3 separate regions of the Mus musculus genome follow, and regions 2 and 3 are each linked to region 1. The links are chromatin contacts, called in public promoter capture Hi-C maps. All regions are on one chromosome and are shown on one strand. Each heading gives the region's core, a stretch centred on a gene start, on an enhancer-like site or on the middle of the called end of the contact. The rest is flanking DNA. Distances are from core to core; before and after follow the strand shown. Region 1 holds the start of Hdac8 (histone deacetylase 8). Region 2 holds the start of Nhsl2 (NHS-like 2). Region 3 has its middle 25 kb from the start of Tsx.

Region 1 (3,297 bases), core at 133-2,632:
TAGACAAATACAAATGAAGCATAACTTGTTCCATTCTAATTGGAGAACAAATGCATATCTCTCTCTCTCTCTCTCTCTCTCTCACACACACACACACACACACACACACACACACACACACGTACATACCTCAAGATTGCAAGAATATTAAGTATTGGGATACTAAATCGAATATTGACCACAGGTATAGCAGAAAGTCAACCTGGAAGCATCAAATTCACATAGTAAAAGGAGTATTTAGGTTTTGGGTGTTAGGTAGAGCTAATTTTGGATTGTTTTCCTACCTCAGTGTGTGACCGAGAATAGTTTTTACCCTCCAAAGTACATCTGCAAAGTGGACATGTTACAGCTTGCGTCATAGAACTGTTGAAAGGATTAAGATAATATCCAAAGTGCTTATCACGAAACAAAAGTTTAAAGCAAGCTTGTCTTTTAAAGAAAGTACAAATCTGGGCCTGTCTCGGAGGCCTCAGTGTGTCAGTTGAGGATGGTCTGAGTGCTGGGAGTCTGGGAATTGACCAGCTAGGCTCAGATCTTGTAGGCATCCAGAACCCCCAAACTTCTGGTGGAAATAACACTGCCTGGGGACACACTAACACCCTGTACACCAAACCTAAAACATTTGCCCTAACCGTTGTTTAGCTTCAGAAGCAAATGAAAGAAAAAGTGGCTGTGTGTTGGGGGATGGGGGAGGTGTGTTTTCCCACTACTTGGGAGAGAACCCTTGCTTTTCATCACATGAAAGCTCCACAGTCCCTGTCTCAGTTTTAGGAAGGTGACATCGGGTTTGTCAGAGTGGATTATTGGAGAGGCTGTTAATCTCTTTCAGACAGTGATGAAAAGTAGCGAACTAAAGTTGCAGCACGAAATTTACTCTGTAAACATTTCAAACAATCCTCAGCCTTAGCACCATTAGCTAATGTAGCTGGGTGGTGGTCTTGCCTGCTATTGAATGTATAGTTTACCTCTATTTAAATATTTAAATGATATTTGCAGTTTGAAAACTTAAAAGAGTTCAGACTCTTAGCGCCAAAACTTGAAACCACGTTTTTTTAGTGTTTAGCTGTGTTTCTTTCTGTTACCATACTCCTTTAAAACTACATCTCCCAGCATGCTTTGGAGCTGGTCTGACCTCATTTCAAATGGCCCCGTAGGGCAACAAGGCTGGTTACTTTTGACCGTGCTACTTGTGCCATGAAAAAATTGATCCCAATTGGCAGTTATTTGGTTTTTATATCTGTCAGGCACCTTTTTTGAACTGTGGTCATCAGTAGAAGGCATCTGGTCTGGAAGGGCCCATCCATCCCTGTAGTTGGACGAGGGACCAGGGAAACTGTCTCCGGCGATCTAAATAGGAGGGAATGTTGACAAGGGAGCACCGCTGGGGCTGAACAGAGGAGCAGGAACTGGAGCTCAGGCTGAGTCTGAAAACTGTTGGCTCCAGACTTTGGCTCGCGGACGGTTGGAAGTGGGAGATGGAGATGCCAGAGGAACCCGCCAACAGTGGGCATTCACTACCCCCGGTTTATATTTACAGTCCCGAGTATGTCAGCATCTGCGACTCCCTTGTGAAGGTCCCCAAACGGGTAAGAGAGGTCTGGATCAAAGACCACGGTTTGCGGGGATGGGGGTGGGAGGGTGTGAAAGGGAGTACATTAGGAAACGAGAAAACTGGACTGAAGGATACCTTCAGCAAAAATGTAACTAGCAGTGCCAGGCACGCCAAGCCGAGCAGAAGGAAGTGGTTCATTACCTTCAGAGAGCGCAGTGGGGCATCCAACGCTCGAGTGGGGGCGGGGGGCGGGGGAGGGGAAGGATTGGCGCAGAGGTGAGCGGAGTTACCAATAGGGGGTCCTGGACCACAAACTGTTAGGAGAGAGTATTCCATCACTTGCGTTAGTAAAGCTGGGGAGCTTCGAATCTTGGCGATTTTGAGACTCTGTGTTTGTCTTAAGTGTATTCTGTTAAAGTGACAGAAGGGAGAAGAGAGAAAGTAGTTAGTTCTCCGCGCAGGCTGTTGTTGTTAATGGCATTTCAGTACATTGAACCTTAAGGAGACTGCTCTGCCTTTCTTTGATGCTGTTTCAGGCCAGTATGGTCCACTCTCTGATCGAAGCCTATGCCCTGCATAAACAAATGAGGTAAGTGCGTTGACCTTTCTGAACATGATCATTTCTGAGGGCAGGCGTGTTCATAGCCTTAACACCTTGTCTCCTCCCAGTGGGACTAACCAGCGAGAAATGCTGCGTTCAAAAAAAAAAAAAAAAAAAAGCTTGTGTGGGAGTGGGGTGTTCATAGTCTTTGTTAGATGCTTGTACCGCCGGGAAAGCTTGAGAACAGTTGGGAAAGGCACACGAAGGGGTTAAGATCCCTTAGAAAAGAGACTTTGCTTCTAGACATGTGAGGAGGTGTTAAGCTGGAAAATGTTTTGTTTTATATTTGGTCTGGATTTTGTTTGTTTTCTAAAGCTAGATTTGGGGATGTGGGTTCAATTTGAGACTTAGATCTGCTACCCCACCCCCATCACCACCAAACTTTAACCTGGTCTCTGTTGACCACACAAGTAAAGCTAGCTACATCCTTCTCAAAAACAAGCCAAAAACAAGCTTTCTGTTGATTGCCAATTCTATATTTAATGTCATAAATGAAAGTATTATGGACCTGGCACATGTCAAATCAGGTTTTCTCATTACTGACCAACTACGTGACTGGCTAGATCACCTAATGCTGCATTTTCTTCACAGAAAGTAATATAATAGGTTTTCATATTTTATTCTTAGTATTAAGTCATTTTTAGTGTGTACATTCTTTTGGAATGTGTTGTTGTTTTGAGACAGAGTCTCACTGTGTAGTTCTGGCTAGCCAAGAACTGTTAACATCAACCAGGCTGGCCTTGAATTTACCAAGAACCACCTGCCTTGCCTCCCAGGTGCAGGATCAGCAGGTTTGCAGCACCATACCCTTCTAGGAATGTTTTCCTCCCTATGCTTAATTCCTATGGTCATCAAAATAACTACTTGTCTTTCCTTAAAAGTATTTTAACACTTTTCTGAGCCTGGTGGTACAGGCCGTTAATTCTAGGCCTTTGGAAGGCTGAGACAGGAACATCACAACTTCAAAGCCAGCTGGGTAACTTAGCCACACCCTGTCTCAAAATACAATTTTTAAAGGGGTTTAAGATAGTGTTCAATGTGTAGAACACTTGCCTAACATATAGGAGGTCTAGGCTCCCACACACAAAATTAACACTTACAAATATTTTATTGCAAACAAGATGTCAAAGCAAAGTCATTAGCT
Region 2 (3,378 bases), core at 618-3,117, 660 kb after region 1:
CTGTACACCGCAGGCTGTACACCGCAGGCTGTACAGAGATTTGGAAAAGTATTCTCCAAGTCTTATCAAGTTTCTCCTAGACTAATCCTGTTAATCAGTGGGACCCCAGGGAAAGAAAAACAATGACCTTCTTACCCTCTTTGTTAACTGAGAAGGAGCCAGACCCTGGGCCTTGGCTTGCCTGGTCCCCTACCTCCCAGAGGCTTCTGGTCCCGTGGCCACATTCCATCTGGCAGTCATCTGTGTCTTCCACCTTCCTTTGCTCAAAGGATTCAGTTTATTTTTCTCTAGCAGTGACCTCTGCCATCTACCTCAAAGGACAGAGACCTTTATGAAGGAAGAGGGGCGCCAGAACCTCTGACTCCTGTCATTTTGTTAGGGGTGGAGTCTGCAAGGAAGAAAGGCTGACCCAGACAATTCTCTCCCAAGGCCTCCCTCAAAAGTCAGCAAGTAGCCATCTTCCACCTCCTTCTGAAACTTTCTGGCACACTGCTCCCCCGACACCCCTTCCTAGCCTTCCCTAGGTGGCAATTGGCCCTGTTACCTGCCATTCCTCCTCTACTCTCAGCATTTTTAAACATACTCAGCCCCGACCCCGTTTAAGAGAAGTCCCACATTCTAAGGGAACGCTGCGTTTTTTGCAGAAGAGGTCCTCCCTATCCAAAGTGTTGAGATCCAAAGTAGTAAAGAGCCTGAGCTCCCGCCCGCCTCCAGTCTCACAGGTTCCTAGTGTTCAGTAAGGAAACTCCCGGGACCTGGCGTTTCTCGGGCATGGCTGGCGAGCACATTTTTAAGAAAACCGATGACAGTCTCTTTAAATGGTTCTCTCCCGCAAATCTGGGCAGCCGGACCTTAGCGGCTGGGGCGGGGGTTTGGGGTATGGAATCCGCTAAGCCCTGGGCAGTCTCCCCTCCCCCTGCCGGCCACTCCCAGCGAGGCAACGCGGAGTGTGCGGGGAGAAGCGAGCGGGAAGGGAGCTCGGAGACGGCTGGGCGCGGGAAGCCCGTTCGCAGTCCGGCACGAGGTCCCACGGGTCTGGCTGCAGCGGCCCCCGCCGCCCGGGAGGCAGGCGGGCAGCTCGGGCGCGATTTCCAAAGTGGCCCATCAGGAGAGACGCAGGCACGGCCATTCGGTTCCCGGAGCCACCGGGACTCTTTGGTCTGCGCCGCCCAGGACCCTACGGATCCCCTCCCTCTCCACCAAGCACTCCAGAGGTGGCGGCAGCCCCCAGACCTAAGCAGAGGGCCACTCGGGACCGGGCGAGCGGATCCCGGAAGGATCGGACGGCGGGAGGGCGTCCTGGAGGCCGTGTCCCTCGATCTTTGAGGGGCGGCCACGGGCAGACCCAGCGGGACATCCCCAGAGGCGGGTGGGAGAGGGTCGCGGGCGCCTCGCGCCTTTTACCTAGCAATTCTTCATCATCCTCCGGGCCAAGCAGGCGACAGGGAAGGCGGCGGCGGAGCCGGACGGTGCGCCGGTACAGGCTGTCGGTGCGGCGCCCCAGAGCCAGCAGGTGCCCCTCGAGGTCCTCCAGCAGAGCCAGCGAGTGGCCGCAGAGGTCTGCGAGCTGGCGGAGCAGACTGAGCGCGGCCAGGTGGCTCACGTCGCGGAGCTCAGCCAGCGGCTGCGGAGGGTTGCGCGGGCACAGACGCTGGGGCACCACAGTGCGCCGGTAGAACGGCATCCCGGGCGCGGGCGCGGGGACCGACCCGGTCCGCTAGCCTTGTGGCACTCGGGAATCCTGAGAGGCAGCGGCGGTCCTGGTGGAGCAGGGCCCGGGACGCGGGCGCGGGCGAGCGAGAGGCACGGGCGGCTGTGCGGGCAGGCGGCTTCACAGCCTGCAGCGCCGGCTCCCCGCGGGCTGCACACTCGCAGGAGCCACCAGTCCCTCTGACTCTGCTCCACTGGGCTCCTCCTCCCTGGCTTTCTCCTCCTCCCTCGCTCAGCTCACTCAGCTACTTCGGGATTCCTCCTCACCCCACCCCCACCATCCCCTTTCTTCTTCTTCTTTCTTTCTTTCTTTCTTTCTTTCTTTCTTTCTTTCTTTTGCGGTCAAAAATTCGCAGATTAACGCTTGATCCGGGAGAGAAGAAAAGGAAAAAAAAAAAAAAAGGAAAGAAGAGTAGAAAGAAGCTGAGAGTTAACCGAGGGAAGTCTGTGTGAATGTGTGTTTGTGATGGTCGGTGCGCAAAATGTGCCCGGGTCCTCCTGAGGAGCTTCAGGCCCAGTACCTTAACCCGGGTTAAGGTTGTTTTCTGCTTTGTTTTTTAAACTTAACTTTCTTTGTAAATACTGAACAATGCAGACACACCGGCGTACATACGAGCGAGTCACAGCAGAGACACGAAGTCTGGCTTCATGCATCTAGTTTTCCTTCTAAAATATACTCCTTGCCACGCACCAGTCTCCATTGAGCAAGCTAGCGGCCAGAACCTTAGAATCAGAGGAGAGAGAACCAAGTATCTTATTTGACTGTCCAGGAGGGAAGTGACCCTAGCACTGTGGAACTGTAAAGGCAAGAGCGAATAAATACAAACCCATTTTGTGGAGTAACTTATTTCGTTGGGATTGAGGGATCCAGTTTGCATTTTGTGCCAAAAGGGAACACCGATCTGTTTCCTTTGGGGGGCACAATGAGCTCCTGTAGTATCCCAGAAGAGGGGTTTCAGGAGCTGAGATGTGCTTTCAGTGCAGACAGCCCCGATTTCTCTCAACTGTAGAAGGTAAAATGTGCTCAGACAAGTAGAGTACCTTTAGTGTATTCTATGTCTGCATGCACTTGGGACATTTCCACCCAAAGCTGCTCACACTGAACTTTCAATGGTTTCTCCACTGCTCTGCTTTCATTTGGGCTGTGCTCCTTTTCATCCTACATATGCTCTGTTGAGTATAAGCCCACAGAATCTATTAGCAAAATATTTTTAAACAAAACACTTGTGCCCACACTAACACAATGTGGACTGTTTCCATTCTTTGCTTCAGAAAAGTTAATTGTTCCTTAGACAGTTCAAGAAAGCTCTATGCAGGCTGGAGAGATGGTACAATCATTAACAGCAACGCTGGCTGCTCTTCCAGAGGACTTGGGTTCAATTTCCAGCACCCACCTGGCAGCTCACAGCTCTCGGTAACTCCAGTTCCAGGGGATCCAACACCCTCTTCTCAGCTCTGAGGGCACCAGACCTACATGCAGGCAAATGCTTATACACTTAAAATAATAAAGTAAATTTAAAGAGAATCTCTGGTTTTAAATGTTTTGCTACACAAAATTAGTATGTGACATGATGGCTATATTCATTGGCTTTATTTATTAATTCTTCAATGCAAATATCAAAACATAATACCGTGCCCTACACATATGTAATTATTATTTGTCGATTG
Region 3 (3,196 bases), core at 555-3,054, 930 kb before region 1:
ACTCATTCCAACAGTCCCACAGCTTCTTGTCAGAGGTCCTCGATAAATATTAAAAGGTTGAATTGAAACACAGCAAGTTGTAACACATCACACACATGTATACATATATACATGTATACAGCAACCATATGCTAGCTCATAGCACATGGTAGCCCGCAACCCTCTATAATGGCATCTGATTCTCTCTTTCATTGTCCATGAAGACAGAGAACACATATAGATTGAGTAAATAAACAAGTAAATAAATGATCTTTATACACATACCTCTAGGGAAAACAATATGAATATAGCTCTCATAAATTCTCAAAAACAAATTTAAAAATAAAAAAAGAACTTAACCACATAGAATTATACTAGAAATAAAAGCAAAAAGATATAGGGAAAATTCACAAATGCATCGAAATACAATTTGCCTAAACATCCAAAGAATGAAAGAAGGGAAATTATAAAATATGAAGATGGATAAAAGCATCTCAAAGTAGCAGCAGACCAGAAGTTGTAGCATGGAGTAATAGTTGTAATAGGAAATTTATACTTGTAAATACTGACATAAAAGAAACATTAAAAAGACAGTTAAAAAAAATGGGTGCTGTAAATCTGACCAAGAACCCACAACTTGGACACTCAAAGACCCTTGGGGTGATAGTGGTGGACCATCCATTATTATTTTGCTTATCAGACACATCGTCTAACTCCTCTCTAAATACAGACCTCCAACGGGAGAGGCTGGCTCAGTGGTTGAGAGCACTGGCTGCTTGCTCTTCCAGAGCACCTGAATGCAATTCCTAGCAACCACATGGTGGCTCAAAGCACATGGTGGCCCACAACCATCTACAATGGGATCTAATTTCCTCTTTCATTGTCCATGAAGACAGAGAACACATATACATTAAGTAAATAAAGAAACGAACAAATAAATGATCTTTTAAATGAATACTTCTAGACCCATGGATTAGGGTAGCTCTCAGACCTCCCCAGAGACACTTCTTTGTGTAGTGACCAGGGCTTTGATGTGGTCAAAATGGAGAGAATAGTATCTGTAGAGTGTGAAGGGTGCTCAGTTCTAAATGGAGCATCTATATCACACAGTTACATGCAAACCTCAGAGAAAATCACTTAAGACAGGGGCCATCTGGGCTGGGGGTTAAGCAGCAGTGACAGGACCGGTGCTCAGGAGCTCACAGCAGCTGTGATTCCAATACTAGGGGAGGTACTCGATCTACCGCTGAGGAGCCATTGGGAGTTAATGGTGTGGCCCTCTGATAGATCCATCAACCTGCAATGGATGACCCCATCTCCATGCATATATGGTTGGTTGGCACAAACGGGACCCAGTGTGTTATTAAAAAACAAAAACACCATTAAAAAAACCACCACACCAGGCCAAAGCCATCATTTTTAGCATCACAAAAAAAATTGAATAAAATGAACAATTTCTTCGACTCTATCAGGGAAATAACATTCCCCAAATTACAAAGTCTCTTAGAGAGAGCAGCGACTTGCTGATGAGTGAGAAAACAGCTCCTGTCCACAGACAGTGTGAACACAGGAAAACAAACTGACGCTTTCTTGGAAGGTTTGTTTGAATAAATTTAATAATAAGATAATCCAGGCTATATCCAGCGAGCAATACACTTTTGTGACTTTTCTTCATAGGAGCCCTAGAGCATGTTTTTTAGTGAAAATGATCTCCATAGGGATTGGAACAGAAAGAGAAAAGGAAGCATTCTGAAACACCCCCATAGCAGTCTGCTCTCCTAGCTTCAGCCTCAGACAAACGTGACTCATTAGAAATTCAAGTAACTGAGTCCCTTAATCCCCAGGCTGACATGCAACTCCTGAGCTCGAACATTGCCCCACCTTAGCTTTCATAAGACTCAAACCGACCTGAAGGGAGGGAAAAAAAAGCCCAATTCTAGCCCACCACGCTTCTGCTTAACCGACGGGAAGGAAAACTGTACAAGACCCAAGAAGAATCGCTGTGATGACCACAGTTGAGTGGCATAGATACAGCTAATGAACACCCTGCCACCATCAAGGCCTCCTGTAATATCAGAGAAATACAATAACGTGTCATACAACTCAGAACTAATTCAAGAAGTCTCTAGAGCAACCAAAGCAACAAATTAGGAAAAATAAAGACACTTGGAACATTCTCCAACCTGGGATCCCTCTGGCTGTATCAAACAGTGGACACATGGTATAGCCCTCATTTTCAACCACATCAAACACTGTATGTAAAGCTTACTAAAACAAAAAAATCTCAGCTAGAAAATACAGATCAGAACCAAATTCAGGCGTGGTAGACATCTGCAAGGATTAGATGGTACATCTAATTATGATTAACATGGTAAAAGTGCTAAAACAAAACAAAACGGTAGACTGGTTTTGACCCCCGGACAAGGGACAGAAGTGCTTATTTTACATATCAATGCAGACCTGGCTTCCAGGTTCTACTAGCAGCGTTCAGTCCCTGCCTGATATACCTTGTTCCCAACCTTGAACTTTCCAGTTCAGGGGCTTAGCTGCCCTTCCACAAGACGTTCTTTCCAATGTTATCTAGACATTTTGCGCCCCACCCTTCTCCTCTCTGCACGAGCGCACCCCTTCTTCCCTTTTCTCCTCTCCCCTCTCCCCATGGCAACTCCTCAATCCTTGAAGCCAGTGAACTCCCCGAGAGCAGTTCCCCAATAAGCCTACCTTTAATGCAATCGGACTTGAATAGTCTCGTTTCACGGGCAGAGAAGTCATTGATCGGAGACAACATGCATGAATAGGAGACCAACACCATCAACACAACCGATGCTCAAAATCAATAGCATTAAGAAGTGAGCATTCATAAAGATTTGGAAGCTAACACTTCAGAGCACACTCCAGAAGAACAAATGGGGTGTGAGGGGAAGGGATTTAGTTAGGGATTTTGCTTGTCATTGGCGGTGCATCTCTGCAATCCCCCAAATCTGGAAGGCTGAGGAGGATCAGAAGCTCAAAGGCTGCCTGGAATGCGTGGGGAGAATCTCCCTCTACCAATAAAGAGACAAACAATGCCAGACAAGCAGAATGTATCAGGAGACAACTGGAAATGGGATAAAGATACAAGATAATACCTAAAACCTAATGGAATGAATGAAGCTAAAGCCGCACAAAGGTGTGTGTATTGGGGGGTGGGGGGAGTTACAGATGCGCATTCCTAAGG

What was found. Promoter capture Hi-C pulls out the DNA fragments that hold promoters and counts their contacts.
Region 2: a promoter capture Hi-C map of second pharyngeal arch cranial neural crest shows a contact between it and region 1, with 2.8 times the contacts expected there. The contact joins the promoter of Nhsl2 here to the promoter of Hdac8 in region 1. A contact is called at or near these places in 3 of 39 promoter capture datasets (frontonasal cranial neural crest, hippocampal neurons and second pharyngeal arch cranial neural crest).
Region 3: a promoter capture Hi-C map of embryonic stem cells shows a contact between it and region 1, with 5 times the contacts expected there. The contact joins the enhancer-like site here to the promoter of Hdac8 in region 1. A contact is called at or near these places in 5 of 39 promoter capture datasets (the 3T3-L1 cell line, cranial neural crest, embryonic stem cells and 2 more), 14 of 484 Hi-C or Micro-C datasets (CD4 T cells, the G1E-ER4 cell line, the N1E-115 cell line and 10 more) and 2 of 115 datasets of contacts at active chromatin or transcription factors (astrocytes and embryonic forebrain).

The regions. Positions count from the first base shown.
Region 1 is chrX:102,503,243-102,506,539 of GRCm38.p6, reverse strand. Hdac8 (histone deacetylase 8) reads left to right here and starts at 1,382. Exons shown (of 11, transcript NM_027382.4): 1 at 1,382-1,586; 2 at 2,089-2,141. The coding sequence starts at 1,476. Gm32262 (a long non-coding RNA gene) reads right to left here. Exons shown (of 14, transcript XR_003953070.1): 14 at 1,214-1,961.
Region 2 is chrX:101,847,874-101,851,251 of GRCm38.p6, reverse strand. Nhsl2 (NHS-like 2) reads right to left here and starts at 1,867. Exons shown (of 8, transcript NM_001163610.1): 1 at 1,405-1,867. The coding sequence starts at 1,684.
Region 3 is chrX:103,437,554-103,440,749 of GRCm38.p6, reverse strand. It overlaps Tsix. Among named protein-coding and RNA genes, the nearest start is that of Tsx, 25 kb to the right of the region's middle. Within about 2 kb of position 1,804, at least 8 of the 459 cell types and tissues checked have an H3K27ac peak or open chromatin away from gene starts, as enhancers often do. A contact at or near this core is called in embryonic stem cells, where this site is marked.